Regions from separate parts of the Hordeum vulgare genome. Here region 1 is linked to region 2. A link is a contact called in public Hi-C data. All regions are on one chromosome and are shown on one strand. Each heading gives the region's core, a stretch centred on a gene start, on an enhancer-like site or on the middle of the called end of the contact. The rest is flanking DNA. Distances are from core to core; before and after follow the strand shown. Region 1 holds the start of LOC123445417 (nascent polypeptide-associated complex subunit alpha-like protein 1). Region 2 holds the start of LOC123445416.

Region 1 (6,346 bases), core at 1,379-3,878, 170 kb after region 2:
ATACCTGTAGAGCATCTTTATAGTCACCCAGTTACGTTGCGACGTTTGATACACACAAAGCATTCCTCCGGTGTCAGTGAGTTATATGACCTCATGGTCATAGGAATAAATACTTGACACGCAGAAAACAGTAGCAACAAAATGACACGATCAACATGCTACGTCTATTAGTTTGGGTCTAGTCCATCACGTGATTCTCCCAATGACGTGATCCAGTTATCAAGTGACAACACTTGCCTATGGCCAGGAAACCTTGACCATCTTTGATCAACGAGCTAGTCAACTAGAGGCTTACTAGGGACGGTGTTTTGTCTATGTATCCACACAAGTATTGTGTTTCCAATCAATACAATTATAGCATGGATAATAAACGATTATCATGAACTAAGAAATATAATAATAACTAATTTATTATTGCCTCTAGGGCATATTTCCAACAGGGGGATCAATCCAAGGAAGAAATCACCAGATCTGAAGGAGATGGGGGAGGGGATTAGGGATTCGAAGAGAGCCAGCCGCCGCCGTTGCAGTTTCTGTTTGAATGAGGGAGGGGAATGGGGAGGGGGTGGGGAGGGGGCTGGCCCGTGGCCAGTTAAGTCAATGTGTGGCGCCTAAGCGTTAGGCGCCACACATTACAATGTGTGACGCCTGAGGCTTAGGCGTCACACGACCTGGGGGATGGGCCCTCCCTGCCAGGTGGTCGGGGTGTGTGGCGCCGAAGGGCTAGGCGTCACACAGTGTAGTGTGGCGCCTACTTGTCGGGCGCCACACAAAAGGGTCAGGCGGGTGAAATATTTTCCCCGAGGGGTCACTCCGTGAGTTCTTTCCCCCCAGGGGTCATTTTTGTCAATTTTGCCACATGAGCATCTCTCCTTCCTTATTTACAATTTTATGGTTTAGCTTTTTTATTTCTGGTTTAGGCTCTTATATACCATATTTAACTAATTTCTCATAAATTTAGTCCTTACGGATTCTTCTCCTTTTAACTTCTTCCTTATTTTATACTTGCACCATAAAAAAAATTGTGATTCCTAGTCGATCCTTTGAACGTAACACTCCACAAACAAGATATACCCACATGGAAGCCCCTCTCCCTCTTCTTCTTCTTCTTCTTCATATTTCTTTTTCCAACACATGCCTATATTTTTCATACACACCGTACATTTTTTCTTTTACATTTTCTCGGTCTTTACCCACGTCTAACATTTTTTAAATATGTGATTAACTTTCTTTCTAATGTACGTTTGATGTCCATTTTTTTCATACACGTTGCCAATTTTTTATATGTATAAAGCATTTTTATAAATGTTTCAGATTTTTCCAAATACATGTTTAACATTTTTCCATAAAAATATTTCAATCATTTGTTTTCAAATACCTGTTTTTATTAATACATGGTGGAACATTTTTTAATGATAATACCATTTTTTCTGAACTATGCAAACATTTTTTATGTTGTACACACATTTTTTTAAAAACTTCCTCGAACACGATTTTGAAACTTGAGAACATTACATTTAATAAATTTTTCACACGTTTCTGTTTTGCGGGGAAAATGAAACTTGTGAACATCTTTGTAATGTAAAGGAAAGAAATTTCTGAACATTTAAAAAAAATATAACATACTGTTTTAATTGTACAAATCCATTTTTTGAATTATACCAACATATTTTGTACAATGTATAAACCTATTTCGTACACACGATTGCATTTTTCATACACAAGGCTAACATTTCTACTATTTTTTATCGACGGTTGTACATTTTTGGTATACATCAAAAACATTTTATATGCATGTTTAACATTTGTAATATGCAAGATTAACAGTTTTTCGTATTTTGTGTAAAGTGTTTTTTTGTACGGATTTGCTAAAACACATCTAGACGTTATGGTTCAACACATGCTAATCAAGGGCCGCGTGTGGCCCTCACACGGTGTTCACCATTTGATGACGCTGTTTTTGCAAAGTCATTGAGTACCGAACTTCCGGGCGCCACCGACTTGAAGTGTTCTCCAAGGTGTGGTCTCATCTCCTCAGTCCCGTTTGGGATCATCTCCAGTGATTTCAGTTAGGAAGGAGAAGGGCGTGGAGGAGCCAATCATGCGGCAAAGGAAAGCTATGATTTCATTCAGATTGTTCAATTTATTAGTTGATTTAGAGGTGGGAAATGATGTCTAGCTCATGATGATCGGTCAACGGGAGTCAGAAAAGCCGGTACAAAAAAAAACAAAAAACGAGAAAGTGCGGTCCGATAGGCAAAATAAGTCGGCGGTGGCAAAGGAGAGATGCGAGGGGCGGAACCCTGGAGGCTAGGAAGCGAACGACCAACTTCCTTCCAACAGTAGAGGTATCTTAGCAGTCGTCACACAATGTCAAACCATCAAGGTCCCTTTTTTTTTCCGGAACAAGAAGAGGTACTTTTCTTCAGTGGAGAAGAGAAAAAAAAGAGGCAGTATGCAAGTCGATTTTTTTTTTCTGTTTTTTGATTTTATTTTTTGAGAAAAATCGATTTGATTTTTTTAGACAAAGGGAAAAAATGATTTGATAATCGGGCAGGATTGGACCCATGTATCCTACGGCCCAAACGGCACGGTCTTGGCCCAGTCTACACCCACGGGCACGGAGGAAGGCCACCGACCGGAGGGCAGAAAATCCCCACACGAGTCGGTCTCCTCTCCTCTCCTCTCTTCCTCCTCCCGTCGCACTCTCTTCGCTCCTCCCAAATCCCTCCTAGCTAGGGTTTTACCCCCGCCCCGCCGCGCCGCGCCCGCTGACCATGACGGCCGCCGACCTGCAGGCGGAGCTGCTCCGCGCCCAGCTCGAGGAGCATGACGTCGAGGTGATCGATCCTCCCTCCATTCCGACCCTCTCCCTCCGATTCGGTGCCGCGTCGGCCAAAAATCCACGCCCCTCGTGCTTGTTCGCCCCCCGGATCGGCGCGTTCCCGTTGCGGCGGTGGCGTTAGGGCGCTAGATCTCGTCCGTCCATGTCGCCTAGGTCGTGGCCAGCAGCCTGAGGGCACATGTAGGGCGTTTGATTTTTCGCGGGGGAGCGGGCGAGGCCTCGGGCCCCTCCATGACCCTCCACCATGATAGCTCAAGGCGTGGTATTTTTTCTCTTCATTCATGTGAGGAAATCGTGCTTGCTCGTGCATCTAGTAGGAGTTCAGTTTCAGAGGAGGTTGGTAATGCCAGTATATCCTTTGGTCTTTGCTGTTAGGGGGCTTGTGGTCCGTCTGTGATTTGTTTGTCAGTTGCCCCTCTTATGTATGTACGGTTTGTGGTTACACTTTCTGACAGAACTGTACTGCTGCAAATCGAAATGCTGCTGCTTTGTCTTGTGGATGCAAATCTCAGAGGAATTTTAAGCGAGCATGGATAAATCACTCACCTTTGGTGGTTGCTACAGTAGGAATGCGACTGCATTTGTTAATTAGCTTTGGAAGTCAGTTGTGACCGAAGTATAATGTTTGTATTTAATTAGCTTTGAAGTTAATTAGGGTTTGTGGTTGCCCTTTCTGAGAGATCTGTACTGCCGCAAACTGAAATGCTGCTGCTTTGTCTTGTGGATGCAAGTCTGAGAGGAATTTCAAGCGAGCATTGATAAATCAGTCACCATTGGTGGTTGCTACAGTAGAAATGTGCCTTCTGTTTGTTAATTAGCTTTGAAAGTCAGTTGTGATCTATGTATCATGTGTGTAATTGTGTGTGCTTATGTGATGCATGGCATCTTGTCCTGTACCAACAATATAATTTTGTGAGCATAGCTTCTGTTGTCAATGCAGACAACTGTTCCTTGTTATGTACATACTCTACATTTTTTGCTTTTGGAGTCTCATTTCTGTTTATCTTGTGCTGATGCTACTTAGTATGTATGTACTCACATCTTCATGCTGGAAGGATAATAACTGTGGGTAGACTATTTACCGTTGTTTCATTTCTGCATATGGCTAACTCTGCTTCCCCCCCTCTGCATGTCCCCTGTTCGGAGGCAGTGCTGCTTAGTGCTTAATAGTTATGATGTTCAAGTAATATGACATTTCTAATGCATACTCCCAGGGAGATGAGCCTATCATTGAGGATGATGATGACGACGATGAAGACGATGATGAGGATGAGGATGAAAAAGATGACGATGACGTTGAGGGTATGATGAAATTCTCTAGCTCCCTCTGTTCAGTTCAAATAGCCATTTAGTTACAGATAAGCCTATTTCTTTTTGTAATGCTGCCTTCTAAGTTCCAACAATAAATTTAAACAAGTTAAGTTATTGCCCATACCCAAATTATAAATTAAACGTTGCTTATTCAACTCCTGAATCAATGGATTATTTTGTTTTTATTGGGCTAGATTCTGGCATTGAGATAATTAGGAAATTGTTATCTGATCTGTTCCTCAATGATACAAACTCCGTATTTACCTATTTTGGTTCACTTTGACCTGTTTTTATTTTTAAAAATTAGACACTGACCAGTTTGTACTCTCTAATAGTCTGTTCTTTCCGTACCATTGCTATACCTTTCTGGTTTCTGTTCTCAATTCTTTGGAACCGTATTATGTATTCATATTCACTTATTCCTGAATTATTCAGCACTGCTTATTTACACTACTTTTAGTTTTCTGTACTGCCTGCCATTTGTATATAATATTCACCTCTGTACTGAGGTGGCACCTTGTATCAATTTCAACCTGCATTAACATGTACATGAATGTTCAGCTATAGCATTTAGTTTGATAGAAGCAAATCGCGAATGTAAAATCTTGCTTTTGCAAGTATAATCTTGGTCGGTGATCCATTTCAATGGATTTAGTATGAAGTGATGCTGGAATTTCCATTAACCATTATGCGAGTAGCTAATCCTTTGTACCTACCTTACCCTAACAGGGATATCTTGTTCAAAAATTAAAACTTGATAAAGGATACCAAGAAGACATGATCAGTCACGTTTTCTGTTCCGTCTTGCTTGAGAGAAGTTGTGTTGTATGAATGTTACACTTGCCATTTCCTATGATTACATATAATAATCCATGAAGTGAACTATGTCTAAGTTGTAGAATTCTGGTCTTGTGCAAAATGTTGAAAATCTGGCATTTTGCATCTGTGCTTTCTGGGTCTAGGAGGTGATGCTAGTGGAAGATCTAGGCAGAGTAGGAGTGAGAAGAAGAGCAGGAAAGCCATGGAGAAGCTTGGCATGAAGGCCATTACTGGTGTGAGCCGTGTAACTATCAAGAAGAACAAGAGCGTGAGCATCTTGACCACTTCAGGCCGTTGTTCCCTGTGGCATAATTATATGCTGTTGGTTGTTGCATTTTCGTAACTTCTCCACACAATTGCAGGTTATGTTTGTCCTCTCCAAGCCAGATGTTTTCAAGAGCTCAAACTCAGATACCTACGTCATGTTTGGGGAGGCCAAGATCGAGGACCTGAGCACTCAGCTGCATTCACAAGCGGCGGAGCAGTTCAAGGCGCCGGGCCCGAGCGGCGTCATCTCGAAGGGCAGGCCGGCCATGGCAGCAGCCCAGGACGACGAGGAGGTCGATGAGACCGGCGTCGACAAGAAGGACATTGAGCTCGTGATGGCGCAGGCCTCCGTTCCGAGATCCAGGGCTGTGAAGGCGCTCAAGGCTGCGGATGGTGACATCGTCAGTGCCATCATGGAGTTGACTAACTAGGTAGTGCCCGTAGGTGGAATCGTGTCCTGATAATAGGGTCTTGGATTGCAAAGCAGTCTTTTGGTCATGTCATCTTGAATGTTGCAGTTGCGGAATTGGAGGTTCTATGTCTGTTGAAACTAGTATTGGGATGTCTGCTGAAACTAGTATTGGGATGTAGGTTTCGTAGGCGTTTTAGACATGTGATGATCAGCAAACTGCTTTCTCTTGTGGCATCTTGTGGGAGAATCTGAATCGGCTGCACTAAATTTTGCTACAACTGCATGTCAATCTGTGTTTGAGGCAATATGTCATTCTAGTCAGCTTTCGAATTTTATTCTGAACTGCAGCCATTTTGTTTGGCCACATGGATGAAAACAAGTGGTTTCCATCTTGTGAAGCAGTTTGCCTGCTAGGATTTGCTGTCCTTGACAAGATGTGGCATATGTTTGGATCTTGGCCAAATTACATCTTATCAAAGTTCTATGCTATGACCAAAACATGGAGTTGTCAATGGATGGTTGCCAGGTTTTTATCATAACAATACCTTTTTGTCAACTCTAATTTGTGTTTCTACCAATGCTCTAACTTAGCGGGTAACAAAATTTGGTATGGCAAATTAGTGATTGTACTACTTACTGAGAAAAAAGGGATAATATTTCTTTTAGAGAAAAAATATGGGAGAATTGTGTTG
Region 2 (6,042 bases), core at 1,457-3,956:
CACAATATCACAAATTCAATTGAGGAAGAAAAAGCAGGTAATGTAAGTTACCACACACCAACTTTTTGCACAATAAAACTTCTGATATAAATAGATGCCCCAGGCTCCCAGCTCTATTCTTTTTTCCAGATTCTGTCTACTAGAATGGGACAAAAGAATGGGAGAAATGCATTCGAAGATTAGACAATGAGATAACTTGTGTTAAGCTCAGAAACATAGACTTGCTAGCATGTGTTTTTTAGAACACTATGGTACAGAACTAAGCATAACAACCAGTTTTCAAATCACGTGAAGCTTGCTAAATACTTTGGGATGATAAATACTCCCTCCGTTCCTAAATATAAGTCTTTTAAGAGATTCCACTAGGAGTCTACATACGGAGTAAAATGAGTGAATCTATAATCTAAAATATGTCTATATACATCCGTATGTAGTCAATTAGTGGAATCTCTAAAAAGACTTATATTTAGGAACGGAGGGAGTATATCGCACAACCCTATAGTTCTACTGCATGAAAGCGCTCTCATACTCATGTGACTACATTTGCACGCATGCTCTGCAAAGTAATATGAGCAAAAGATACCAATGTCCTTGCATGATCCGAGAAATCAAAAACAGAATGCAAGATATCACACATCTAAAATGTTGTATGCGTGGATTGTATTATAAACAGATGTAAATGCAAGAACTACATAAAGAAACAAGCAAATACCTAAATCCTTCAGAAAAAAACAAAACAAGGATTGTGATGGACAGAGAAGGAACAGGACCAGAAGCAAGCACTAACCTCATTAGAATTGAGTAGTAGTCCTGTCTTCATTTGATCCTTTAATTCATCAGTTCTGTCTTGCACTTTGTAGATTGGGAAATTCAGAGTAAAATTAAAAGTTGCATGGAGTGTTTCAGGAGGAAAAGCGTGTTGCGGAGGAATTATTGTTATTCCTCCAGGGAATTTAAGCACTTCAAAGGATGATGAATTCCCAAACAGGGACTTGGTCAAGTGGAGTGTTGACTGCCGCACAACCAAGGACATAAAAGATGCCCTAATAATGCTCAACCATGTTGATGATATAGTCAAGTTCTTTGGATAGGGCACAATGCTGAAGATGACATTTGTCCAGTTCGATCCACCTAATGGATGTAGGAAATCCACAACCACCTGTGTATGCATTCAAGCATCAGTCAACCCTCGTGGAAGAAGACATCAACAGAAGTGAAATAAAAGATGTGGTGGGGCATACAATGGAGTTAGGGACGCCGACTTCCGCATAGATGTCCAATGCGAGCTTAGACATGTTTCCTGTGAGCTCGGAAACATTCTTCTGCAGCCTAAAACTTGCCACTATATCACCTGGAAAAACATAGTTTCATCAGACACATGGTATACAACAATAGATCTAGTATAGTACTCTTATACACGATAAAACAAAGAACGGTGATCGACGCAATTGCCTAAACTAATTTGTAAAAACTGGAAACCGCAAAGCTCCAATAGTGATACTCTAGTAAATTATGCTCAAAGTTCTTGCTTTAGACAGTTGAAAAGGATACATACATCGTTTGGGAATCAATAATACCTAAAATTCATGGACAGACACGCATCATTTGGGAATAGATAACACCTAAAATTACTGCTCAATCCTTTGTAACAGCTGTTGCAACAGCACGAAACAGGAAGTGACAGCAACTCCATCACTTTTAGCAGCTCAAGTAGCTTTCACCGCTGATAATTCTACAGCCAGATGAAAAAACAACTATGTCGACTAACAAGGGTACAAAATCACGGTGGACAAGCACGCAAAATCAAAACCAGTACTACATCACTGGCATCAAACCGGATCGGTCGGTCGAAGCGTTTGGGCGTCAACCATCCATACCGAGCGTAGCAAACTCATCTCAGGCAGCCTAGTCAATTTCCGAAAGTAGCACCGACAGACGCCTAAGCAGCGGGGATCAAGCAAGCAGCCGCACCGCACGCGACCAGAACTAGCAGGCGAGGCTAACAGGTGACGGTAGCGGTGAGCGGAGTAGTTTTCCCCCACGGCGGATCGATTCGAAAATCCCCACCGACAGCGGTCCGTACAGCCAGATCCACTAGCGTCGGCGAGATCTGGCAATGCCGGTGGATCCGGACAGCGAGTCACCTGCGAAGAGATCCGGCGCGTCGGCGCGCCCCCTCCCGCCGCGGCCCGTGGCGAAGGGCGGCAGCCAGAAGAGCGCGGAGAGCAGCACGGCCGCGCCGAGCACGAGCGCCGCCACGCATTGCAGCCGCACCGCCCCTTTCCCCCCGCAGCGGCCGCTACCTTGGGCGCCGCCTCCGCCGTCGCCCCCGTCGGGCGGGCGCTGGCGCTGGTCCCCGGCCTCCTTCCCCATCCGCCCGTGGCGCGATCTCACGCATCGCCGCCCGCCGCCGCCCTCGCCGACGAGAGGAGGGACATTGCCTGCCGGGTGCCTCGGTGGTTGGCTGCTGCCTGGTCCGCGGCGGCCGTCGCTGGGTTGCTTAAGGAGGAGGCGATGGGATGGTGGGCGAGGAAGGTGGGAGAAAGTGAGAGGTAAACCGCAGCGGGGCGAGGTGAATCGGAGGAGAGGAGCGCTGCTGCTGCTGCTGCTGCTGCTGGTGGGCGAGCGACTTTACTCCCTCGCTCGCTACGGTACGGTGAGCTGCGGGTTAGCTCAGCTCAGTGGGGCGTGACTAGTGGTGCCCAAAGCGGGGCGATCGGATCGGATTGTTATCAGTGTGCTTTGCGCCGGCTAATTGTAATTGTAATTGTAATTGTAATCGTGCGCGCTTTTGGAGGTGCTTTTCTTGTGTGGTGGGCTTTTGTAGCCCGGTTTTTGGTTGCCTCCGTTTTGTTTCCTTCTGGGGTTTCCGCTGCGGATGGTTTGGGTTGCAGAATTTGAATCCCTATAGAGGAGGTGTTATAGAGGAGGTGTGGGGAGGATGATGGATCTTGTGTGGTCGATGGAGTTGTGCTCATTTGACGTGTGAGGGATGTGGACGATGTTTAGGTGCAGTGTGGCTGTCGACTTAACGTGCATGCCACTGTTCTTACATTCCATGGTAGCATCACAGTTTTTAGACCAAGAAATTTAGATTTGTCGTGGGTGTTCTTAACGTGCGACCAATATATAAATTTAGATTTTTCTTTTTGAGAAATCGTAGAAATATAGATGAAAGGTCGGAGAAGGAGGGGGCGGGCGACGAGGCTTTGGCATTTCTGGCCGGTACCTCCAAGGGTTGGCAGGGGTTCAGACGGATAATGTCACTAGCCCTTCATGCCATTGGGCATTTGGTGAAAAAAGTATCGACAATGACAAACGGAGAAGAAGACATGTTTATCTTTATCAAAAAAGGATCCATATTCGAAGGAAAGTGCGATTTTTTTTACAAAGTGAAATGCATCTTGCCTCTTTTTTGATTTTCCCGTATTGAAGGGTCCATATTCCGACGCAAGTGCGGATTGTTTTGACAAAGTGAAATGCATATCACCTCCTTTTTTATTTCTGCGTGCCACTCTTTCGCTCGGGAGTACTCTCGGCAGATCCCCATCTTCTCTTCATTCGTGAGTACATTAGTGTCGCGCCCGCCTTCCCTCCAGGCTAATACTTGCACCTTGACAGTGGCTATTCCTCATACGATTTTTCCGAGACGATGTGTTTTCATATGCCTCCTATTCTTATTTCGTAACGGATCAATTGACTCGACCCCATTGTTTTAACTTCAGTGCTCTCTAGCTTGAGCGCCTCGACCATATATGTGTTTGTGTGGCTGCTAGTACTATCTTGTAACATAGTAAGAGGCTACAAGTAGACACCCGAGAGGAGTGTACCTTTTATATATATGGGGCGGTCATGCTAACACCAAGGAAGCTTGGTACTACCTCCGTCCCGGTGTATAAGTCATTCGCGTAGTTCTAGGTTGACAATTTAACTATCTAAACATGTATCGTATGTGATAAAAAATATATATTTAAAAACTACATCCGCGTAAAAATCTAGTGATATACTTTTCATGACATATAACACATATTTAATTCATCAAACAACGATCTAGAACTACGCGAATGACTTATACACCGGGACGGAGGGAGTAAGTGCATTAGCTATCCATCTATTAATGTTGTGACCAAGTCATTCAGCCTACTTCGTACTTGAGACTGTACTCGTTGGTGGACGAGCTAATGGTAATACTCTCCAGTTTGATGTGGCTTATCTTAGTGGGGCCTGACTAGTGGGCAAAGGAACGATCTGCTCGGGTTATCATTTGCTTTGTGCCGGTGTTAGAGTGGGCTAATTGTTTGCTCTTTTGGTGATTTTCTTCTCTCGAGAGCTTTGACCCCTATAGGTTTTGGTTGGATTCGTTTTGTTTCTTCTGCTTGATCTGGGTTTTTGGTTGCAAATGGTTGAACTTTGGAGAATTTGAATTTTGGATTGGGCAAAGTTGTAAGGAGTAGGAAGGAGGATCTGGTTTGGTCGATGGATTTGTGATTACTTTGAGTTGTGAGTGGTGTGGGTGATGTTAGGTGGCGTGTGGCTATCGACTTAATGTGCATGCCATTGTTCTTGCATTCCATCGTAGTATTTGGACAAAGAAGTAGTGTAGTTTGGTTCTTCTAAGTTTATTTTTATCTTATGAAATCTAAAGACCATATCCCCATATAATTGCTTTTCAGTTCTATGGCTCGGTCATTCCCGTTACGGGTGTATAGGCATCATAGTCTATTTATTATTATCGTCGGATGTGGCAGTCCTACACAGCCTGTGTGCGGTTTTTATCTTAGTTTGCTTTCAATTTTAGAACTTAAGACCTTGATTACTTATTCTTTTTAATAAAATGGTTGCATGCATCAATTGATGTAGAGGCTAGGGACGAGTGACTTTCCTCGCTGGTGGACGGGTAAACGGTACAGCTCCACCTAGTACGATTGGAGTAGTACTGCTGGGTTAGCTTAGTCGGACGTGACTATTTGGCAAAGTGGGCGATGGGATCAGATTATCGTTTGCTTTGCGCCGGCGTGAGTGCGGGGTTGGTTCCGTTTTGTTTTCTGCTGGCTCGTCTGGGTTTTTGGTTGTGGATGGTTTGATTTGGAGAATTTTAGTTCCGGATGGGGGCAAAGGTGTAGGGGTAGGGATGGAGGATCCCGTGTGGTCGATGGATTTGTCGTCAGTTGATTTCTCAGTGGTGAATGATGTTAGGTGGCGTGTCAAAGTCAACTTAACGTGCATGCCACTGTTCTTACATTCCATCGCGGCATCACAGTGACGAAGAAGCAGCCCATTTTTGTCTAGCGCGATAATAATAATATTTCCCTCGAGAGTACATTAATGTCGCCATTGCCTTGCCTTCCCTCCTAACAAATACTGGTCTGATTCTTCTTTGCGCGCCCGATATGATTTTTGGATATTATGTGTTTTCATGTACCTCGAAAGTACATTATAGGCTCATACACACTCGTCTGAAATTTGTGGAAGGAGCAAAATCACTGAATCTTTAGTGACATCACCTGCCGCCCCTCACAATTGTAGATGACATTTAGGATTGAGAATGACATGGCATGCATGTTTCGTTGATATAATAAACTACTGCTACATTTCTTCTTTGTAGCTGATGTTTTCTTCTCTGGTCTCTTTAGGTTGCAAATCTTATCCCTATATCAATTTAGCTTAAATTCAACAAAATACAAATGGTTTCTGCATATAAATATACAAATGGTTTCAATAAGCCATGTCAATTTGAAATCAATACATCATCTAATAAAATACAAATGGTTTCAAAATATAAAATCTTCCTCACGGTGTGCTTCGCCGCCTGCCCTACCTTGTAGGCCTCAAAACCCCTCTGTTGTCAGATCCAATGCTCATGGGTTCTAAGGAGGTGCCACGCTCCGACGGCGGATGCAGCCGCGCCAATCCCCTTCCGACATGGTGGCTCCGACCGGCGTTGGCTTCCTCTTCTCCGTTTCCAGATATGGCGGCTATGGGATTGCTCAGCCTCAGGCCAGGAAGAAATCCTTGCTCAGCTTGCCGATGCTGGCAGCGGCG

What was found. A called contact is a pair of places that touch in the nucleus more often than the background predicts.
Region 1: a contact with region 2 is called in a Hi-C map of seedling, with 4 times the contacts expected there. The contact joins the promoter of LOC123445417 here to the promoter of LOC123445416 in region 2. A contact is called at or near these places in 4 of 6 Hi-C or Micro-C datasets (leaf and seedling).

The regions. Positions count from the first base shown.
Region 1 is chr3H:590,289,855-590,296,200 of MorexV3_pseudomolecules_assembly, forward strand. It overlaps LOC123445417 (nascent polypeptide-associated complex subunit alpha-like protein 1), which reads left to right and starts at 2,629. Exons shown (of 4, transcript XM_045122403.1): 1 at 2,629-2,840; 2 at 4,060-4,147; 3 at 5,119-5,243; 4 at 5,338-5,961. The coding sequence starts at 2,778. The coding sequence ends at 5,673.
Region 2 is chr3H:590,117,470-590,123,511 of MorexV3_pseudomolecules_assembly, forward strand. It overlaps LOC123445416, which reads right to left and starts at 2,707. Exons shown (of 5, transcript XM_045122402.1): 1 at 2,145-2,707; 2 at 1,242-1,351; 3 at 788-1,159. The coding sequence starts at 2,373.